Linked DNA regions of Sus scrofa: region 1 is linked to region 2. Evidence: chromatin contacts called from public HiChIP or PLAC-seq data. All regions are on one chromosome and are shown on one strand. The core of a region is the stretch at or near the end of the contact, and the rest is flanking DNA. Distances in the headings are between cores, read along the strand shown. Region 1 overlaps ZSCAN2 (zinc finger and SCAN domain-containing protein 2). Region 2 has its middle 31 kb from the start of PDE8A.

Region 1 (3,753 bases), core at 440-2,939, 350 kb before region 2:
CAGAAAAGGCAAAAAGACAAAAAAAAAAAAAAAAAAAATCCTGTGGCAAACAAAAATGTAAACAATCTGTTGACAATCTGTTTATACTTTCTAAAACCTGAAGTTAATCTCAGTCAAGTATAGATGGCTCTTTCTATGAGTAAGTGGATAATTAAGTCTTCTACCCAAAAGGAACAAGCTTGTTAATTGAGCTTACAGTGGAGCATGTGAATGAATAAAGTAGATTGGTATCATATAGACAATTGCACAATCAGTTAGAACAGCATTCCCATCTTCACCCAGTGTTACCTTCTGAGAAGAGCTGTCTTTGTAGACTCTGACGGCACCCCTGCTTGCTCGCTCTTCACCCTATTTTACTTCCTTCACAATACTTACACTGTCTGAAAATAACAATCTGAATAAAGAGTATATATTATGTATACTTATAATATATGTATACACATAAGATGAGTATATGTCATCATCTTTTAAACTATACTGCACAGTGCAAAACCCTTGGCTCAAAGTCTCTGTGTAGGAGTTCCCCTGTGGCTCAATGGTAACGAACCAGACTAGTATCCATGAGGACGCGGGTTCGATCCCTGGCTTCGTTCAGTGGGTTCAGGATCCGGCGTTTCTATGAGCTATGGTGTAGGTTGCAGTCGGAGCTCAGATCCCGCATTACTGTGGCTGTGGTGTATGCTGGTAGCTGTAGCTCTGATTTGACCCCTAGCCTGGGAACTTCCATGTGCTGTGGGTACGGCCCTTAAAAAAAGTTTAAAAAAAAATTGAAGTCTCTGTGTAGATAAGGGAACTTTTTCCCTGCCACAGAGTCTTGGAGGTGATCAAGACATTTAGAAAATGAGACCCCTTCTTTCTCTATTTCCTTAATGCCTGACTCATCTCTGAGTTTCCTCTACCAGAGATCTGAGCCTTCTTACCACTTGCACAAGCTGGCTTCCTCAGAAGCCTGTCTCCCTGCATTCAGTGACAAAATATACTTATCTTGATGTAGCAAACACTATTTCTACAGATGAAGTTCTTTTTTTTTTTTTTTTTTTTGGCACACCCTCAGTATGTAGTAGTTCCCAGGCCAGGGATCAAACCCGTGCCACAGCATTGACAACACTGGGTCCTTAACCCACTGAGCCACCAGGGAACTCCTGGTGAAGTTCCTTTCTAAAGAAAATTCCCAGTTCCTACCTTCTTATCCTATCTCTACTCATTGCATACTGATGAAGATATTCCTCTTGTATCTGGCCACACCAGCTTCTGAGTTTTCACTTTCTTAATTGACTACCCACCAAAAAAAGGAGGGAGGAGTTCCCATCGTGGCGCAGTGGTTAACGAATCCGACTAGGAAACATGAGATTGCGGGTTCGGTCCCTGCCCTTGCTCAGTGGGTTAACGATCTGGCGTTGCTGTGAGCTGTAGTGTAGGTTGCAGACGCGGCTTGGATCCAGTGTTGCTGTGGCTCTGGCGTAGGCCGGTGGCTACAGCTCCGATTCAACCCCTAGCCTGGGACCCTCCATATGCCGTGGGAGTGGCCCAAGAAATAGCAAAAAAAAAAAAAAAAAAAAAAAAAAAAAAAACCCAAAACAAAACAAAAAAAAACAAAAAAGGAGGAAATTGGCTGCGGTTGAGTGTACTCTGTACTCTTGATTTCACCAGTGTCAGCCTTTCTTGAGGAGGAGCTTGGAAGGGGCCAGGCTTCTTCATCCTTCCCCATTCAGTGACTTCTTTTGGAGGTCGTTGTTAAGGGAGAAAGCCTGATGGGTACTCTTTCCTGTCCTTTAGAATGGCTCCTGTGCCTCTGTGTTGTCAGAGGTCAACCTTAAAAGAACTTTCGGCCTCCATTTGGTCTTTGGAGTGTAAGTCTTGGCATCTTTGTCTACATAAAGGAGGATAGGACTGGTCCTTAAGCAGCAGACAGTGAGGGCATTATTGGGTCTGGATTCTGCCCAGAGGGGCCTCTGCAATGAGATAATAGAAGATAGTCACACAAATTATGACGTATCACATTTAAAGGCCCCCAAATGACAGAAATTCTCTTTGTTTTTTGTCTTTTTAGGGCCACACCCACGGCATATGGAAGTTCGAAGGCTAGGGGTCAAATCAGAGCTACAGCTGCCGGCCTACGCCACAGCCACAGCAACGCCAGATCGGAGCCACATCTGTGACCTACACCACAGCTCACAGCAACGCCGGATCCTTAACCCACTGAGTAAGGCCAGAGATCAAACCCACATCCTCATAGATACTAGTTGGGTTCATTACTGCTGAGCCACAGTGGGAGTGCCTCTATTGTATTTTTGTCTAATAGTTCAATACTGATTTTTTTCCCTTTAAAACTTTTGATCTCTTTGAGCTTTGTCCTAGTAGGGGTCCACCTGAAATTTTCTAGGTCTAGCATCATTTATGGAATGTGGTGTCTTTTTTCCATGGATATGAGAGGCCACCCTTATCACACATTAACATTAAATTCCCATGGTCATATAGATTATTTGTTCTGTTCCACCGATCTGTCTATTCATGTGCCACTTGTATTAAATTTGGAATTCACATGTATAACATTCTGAGTTCGCCTGTGTATTGAGTCTGGAGTTTTGGTTTTGTTTCATTGGTCTGATTATCTATTAATGTTTTACTGATTGAGATTTTACAATTTGCTTTAACATCGGACAGAAGTAGTTGCCTGCCTCCCTACTCCCCTAGTTCCATCAGTAATCTTATCTACACTAATGTTTATCTTATACCATTTAAGACTCCTATACTTCAGTTATATGAGTATAACTTGCCAATTTTGTTTTTTATTTAAAAATGTTTTCTTTTTATGGCCACATCCATGGCATATGGATGTTCTCAGGCTAGGGGTCGAATCAGAGCTGCCCCTGCAGGCCTCCGCCACAGGCACAGCCACACTGGATCCAAGCCACATCTTTGACCTACACCACAGCTCATGGCAATGCTGGGTCCTTAACCCACTAAGCCACGACAGGAACTGCCAATTTTGAATGGCAGTTCTTTGAATTCCCAGGTATACAGATGAGACAGTCAACAAATATATCCTACATCCCACCTTCTTTCCTGCAACCCCAATCTCGGTTAGGATGTCATTTCTACATCGCTGTAGAAATTCTACATCTACATTCTTATATCACCCTAATCGCTACAGTTGTTCTATTTTTTATTTTTTATTGAAGTATAGTTGATTTACCATGTCATGTTAGTTTCAGGTGGGCAAGTAGTGATTCAGCTTTTTATATATAAATATGTATTCTTTAAATATGTATCCTTTTTCAGATTCTTTTCCCTTATATGTTCATCACAGCGGTTCTAGACGTTCTAAAGTTGAATTTATCAAGTGTTCAGCTCCAGTCCTTTTGCTCTAGAATTTGCCTTATCTCGTAGTTGACTGAAATTCCTCTCCTAATAGTTTTCTCAGGAAGGACCATAGGAACAATATTCTGCAAATTTGTGTATCTTCAAAGCTCTTGGCCTGTAAACTTTATACTTGAAGGACAGCTTTGCTGAACATAAAACCCTTGGCATGCTTATTCTCTTCTTGCATGTCTGGTAGCTCCTGCTGCACTCTCTGTGGGTGTTGAATGTTACTGGAGAGAAATCTGAAACCATTTGCTTCTCCTCCCTCATATAAGTGATGCCAGCTTTTTGCTTTGTACCTTCTCATTATTAACCACCCTGGGTTAGTATTCCTTGGCACACAGTGTACCTTTCTGTGTACAGTGTCTATTTTGTATTTCAAGGATTTGT
Region 2 (4,192 bases), core at 263-2,762:
AAATTTGTTTTAAAAACTGCATGGGGGTGAAAAAAAACCAAACCTGTATTTAAACAGGTGCTCTGTAACCTGTAATTCAGCCTGTGGGTGGCTTTGTCCTAGAAAATGCATGTCCCAGTAGGCAACCCACTAAGGTCTGTGAGTTGATCAGTGAGCTACATTTACTCCCTTTCCACCAATTCTTCTCGTGGCCCTGCTGTCACCTCTGCCATCCCCTCGCTTTAACTCAAGCATATGACTTCAGCTGAATATGAATTAATCCTGACTTCTTTACAACCACATGAAGAATATCATCTGCTTAAAAGTGCTTTTGACTCAGAGTTAGTGAGCCCTGACTTTGGACAGGACTCTGTATATCATTTTGGGGTATCTCCCCCTCCCAACTTTTCTGAGAATTTTTACACGCACTGCTCTCTGTCATCACGTTTGTTATGTTCGAATCCCAAGACTCCACCCCCATGACCATCACTGGTTGAACCAGGACTGAACACCTGACTCTGGAAAGGCAAATCCACAGTCTTGCCAATGGTCTTTCAGATTCTTGGGAAAGCAGTCAAACTAAAAAAAAAAAAAAAAAAAACCCTGAAGCAGAGCTGAGAGCTGACTCACCACAATGGGCCTGGCTTGGAGCTGATCTCATTCCCACCCTTTCTGCAGCCTAGTTGCTCAACTTTTCCTCGGATTTGGTGAAAGCTGAATTCTTTCCAAGATTCCCTCTAACCTGAGCTAATGTAAGAAGGTTCTTTGTATGTCATAATCAGGAGGATACTGCCTAGGAAAGCCACTTTGTCAAACTCCCTGTTCTGCTTGGAATCCAATGGTCATCATCATTTGCTTGAACACCACTCAAATAGGAGTCTCACTACCTAGCTGTACAGCCTGTTTCATATTGGACAGCTCCACTTCTTAGAAGGTTCTTTTTTTTGGCTTTTTGGCTTTTTGGGCCCACACCTGCGGCATATGGAGATTCCCAAGTTTGGGGTCAAATCAGAGCTACAGCTGCCAGCCTACACCACAGCCACAGCAATGCAGGATCTGAGCCATGTCTGCAACCTACACCACAGCTCACAGCAACGCCCGATTCTTAATCCACTGAGCGAGGCCAAGGATCAAACCCACAACCTCATGGTTCCTAGTCGGATTCGTTTCCACTGCACCATGATGGGAACTCCTTGGAAGGTTCTTTTTGATTTTGCATCAAAAAAGATTCCCTTTTAATCCCAGTTTTGCAATTCTAGACTACTCAGGACAAGCTCAATCTTGTGGGTGTCTATATTATTCTTAAAAAAAAAAAAACAAGTAATACTGACTCATTAGTTTTTAAAAGTCAAATTTTATAGAAACCTTATGGAAATGTTCTACTCTCTTTTCCACATGACAGCCCAGCCAGTCTTCCTTTCTCTGAGCTGGGAACTCTTAGTTCTTTCAGTTGTTACTCACATAGCACATAATAGTTTCAAAATTTGCCACAGACCTGATTCTTAGTTGTTCTGCACTCATGTGCAGACAGTTCATGAGTCATGAGCAAATCCAACACTGAAGCCAGAATGCAGGGTAGTAAATATGATCTCATGGGTGTAACCTAGATGATGTGTTGGAACTAAAGAGTGGATATAGCCTTAGGAGGGTATTTAAAAGGGACAGATCTATTAGGAAGAAAGAGTGTTAAGAAGCTGCATGCCTGTTTCAGGAGTTCCCATTGTGATTCAGTGGGTTAAGAATCTGACTCGAATCCATGAGGATTTGGGTTCCATCCCTGGTCTCGCTCAGTGGGTTAAGGATCCGGTGTTGCCATGATCTGTGGCATAGGTTAAAGATGCAGCTCAGATCTGCCATTGCTGTGGCTGTGGTATAAGCCTCAACTGCAGCTCCGATTCAACCCCTAGCCTGGGAACTTCCCTATGCCACAGGTGTGGCCATGAAAAGGAGAAGAAAAAAAAAAAGCTACATGCCTGCTTCAGAAATCCTCAAAGCTGAGGATTTTCATCTCGAGAGGGAAATGCCAAAAGGAGTTGTCACTGAAGAAGAGAATGGGAGAAAGTCCTGGCCTAGATCACAAAGGGAACCAGAGATAGGATAAGAATGGGGTAGATGTGACCCATGTATTGGAACATCTATTAGGATATCTATTTACCCACCATCAAGGGTACAACTATTTCCTCACTTGCCTAGGGGGTGATTTCCATTCTGGAGGTGAAGGGGAATTGCTGCTTTGGACCAAGTTCTGGCAAAGATGTGGAATGGCAAAGTGGAAGTAACCATGCCAATGGAGACTCGGTGACTGGAAGCAAAGGCGAGGCTGACATAGCCAGGCACTTATAACACACTTCAAGATATAGGCATCAGAAACAAGACTCTGAATGGAAAGCCAGCTCTTGAATGTAATTCTGGTTCGCTCTAGTAAAACACCCTAATGAGGACAGGAAGGCAGAGATGACAAAAGAAATGAGTGCAGTTATAAAGGAGTATCAGGAACCTGGCTTGTAAGAATTTTAAAATTGGGAGTTCCCATCATGGATCAGAGGGCTAAGAACCCAGCATAGTCTCCATGAGAATGTGGGTTGGATCCCTGGCCTCACTCGGTTGGTTAAGAATCCAGCGCTGCTGTGCGCTTCAGCCTAAGTCGCAGATGCAGCTCAGGTCCGGTGTTGCTGTGGCTGGGGCTTAGGCGGGCAACTGCAGCTCTGACTCGACCCCTAGCCTGGGAACTTCCATATGTCGTAGGTGTAGCCCTAAAAATAAATGAATAAATAACAAGGGAGAAATAATCTCACAAGAACTATTTGGAACAGATCTCAAATCCTCATACACGTTTCTGTTGCCATCTGACTTCTCTCACAAGTCATCTTTCCCATCGTTTCAAGATGGGACTCATTTCTCATCTCTAAGTAAGATGGGCAATAACAGACCCGCCTGGCACACAGAAGCCACAGCTCTCTGGGAGTCAGTGCATGCTGTATGCTCGGTGACCGCACGTGCTTGTATCCATGTGAGCGAGACTGGTGAGGCTTTGGAACCTACCATGTGGGGCGCTTCTGCTGTCACTAAGCTCCAACTGACAAAGGACACTTTTTTTTTTCCCCAAGCAAAAATGTTCTGTTTTTCTTTCCAAGAAAAAAATATAAGTCCTTTAGGGATGGGAAATTCACTTTGTAAACTAAAGATAGCTTTTATCTCCAGAAACGTAGTTTCTCAATAAGATTCTTTTCCACTTTTAGAGGCATCACTTGTTTATATTCTAAACTGAACTATGTTTGGAGTTCCCATCTTGGCTCAGAGGAAATGAATCTGACTAGCAACCACAAGGACGAAGGTTTGATCCCTGGCCTTGCTCAGTGGGTTAAGGATCTGGTGTTGCCGTGAGCAGTGGTGTAGGTCACAGATGCGGCTGGGATCCCGCATTGCTGTGGCTATGGCTATAGCCGGCAACTATAGCTCCTATTTGACCCCCAGCCTGGGAACCTTCATATGCCTTGAGTGCAGCCCTAAAAAGACCAAAAGAAAAAAAAAAAACCCACTGAACTATTTTTTCAAAGCCAATGTCTCAATTAGAGGAGAAACAAATGGTATCAAAGCCCACAGCTTTCAAGGGATCTTTTCTTTTGCAGGGCCTGAGGGCAAATATTTCTAATCTCTTCTACTCTCCTTTGTTGGGGCCTGGGGCAAGTCGTTTCTTTGTGATGTCAGCTGCTCTGAGCCTGGGAGGGTGGCCAAATGCTGGAAGCTGGGACCAGGGCCCTCTTGGTAAGAACATACCCAGAGGTGAGAAAATCTGGTGGCTGGTATGGGAAAGGAGGTGGCCCTCCTACTGAAAAGTTTCATCACTCAGTGCATCAATTGCATCTACATACACAGAAATGAATTCTAGGAAGCTCAAGTCTGCAGCTCTCAACACACTGGACGTTTTTTTTTTTGTTTGTTTGTTTGTTTTTAAATCACTTGTGAGATGTGTCCGGCCATTTATTGGTTTCCTTATAAGAGTGAAAGTACTGGAGTTTATGAATAATTTCCCTTTTTAATAAAAAATATATAAATAGAGTGGTATTTTACTCAGAATGCTTTTGGTTGCAAATGACAAAACAAATTAAATACTTTAGTGGGGAAAGGAAAGGATGGCCTCTGTCACCAGGAAGTTGCAAAGGGACAACTCCTGGCAACAGGACCCAGGGACTTCATGGCTCCAGGATACTCC

The links. HiChIP or PLAC-seq counts read pairs in DNA pulled down with a chosen protein or histone mark.
Region 1: an H3K27ac HiChIP or PLAC-seq map of alveolar macrophages shows a contact between it and region 2. The contact joins two enhancer-like sites. A contact is called at or near these places in 4 of 47 Hi-C or Micro-C datasets (embryonic fibroblasts, mesenchymal stem cells and retroperitoneal adipose tissue) and 1 of 2 datasets of contacts at active chromatin or transcription factors (alveolar macrophages).

The regions. Positions count from the first base shown.
Region 1 is chr7:52,942,192-52,945,944 of Sscrofa11.1, reverse strand. The region is part of intron 2 of ZSCAN2 (zinc finger and SCAN domain-containing protein 2); the gene reads left to right. Among named protein-coding and RNA genes, the nearest start is that of ZSCAN2, 14 kb to the left of the region's middle. Within about 2 kb of position 1,689, at least 4 of the 83 cell types and tissues checked have an H3K27ac peak or open chromatin away from gene starts, as enhancers often do. A contact at or near this core is called in alveolar macrophages, where this site is marked.
Region 2 is chr7:52,587,806-52,591,997 of Sscrofa11.1, reverse strand. No RefSeq gene overlaps it. Among named protein-coding and RNA genes, the nearest start is that of PDE8A, 31 kb to the right of the region's middle. Within about 2 kb of position 1,512, at least 7 of the 83 cell types and tissues checked have an H3K27ac peak or open chromatin away from gene starts, as enhancers often do. A contact at or near this core is called in alveolar macrophages, where this site is marked.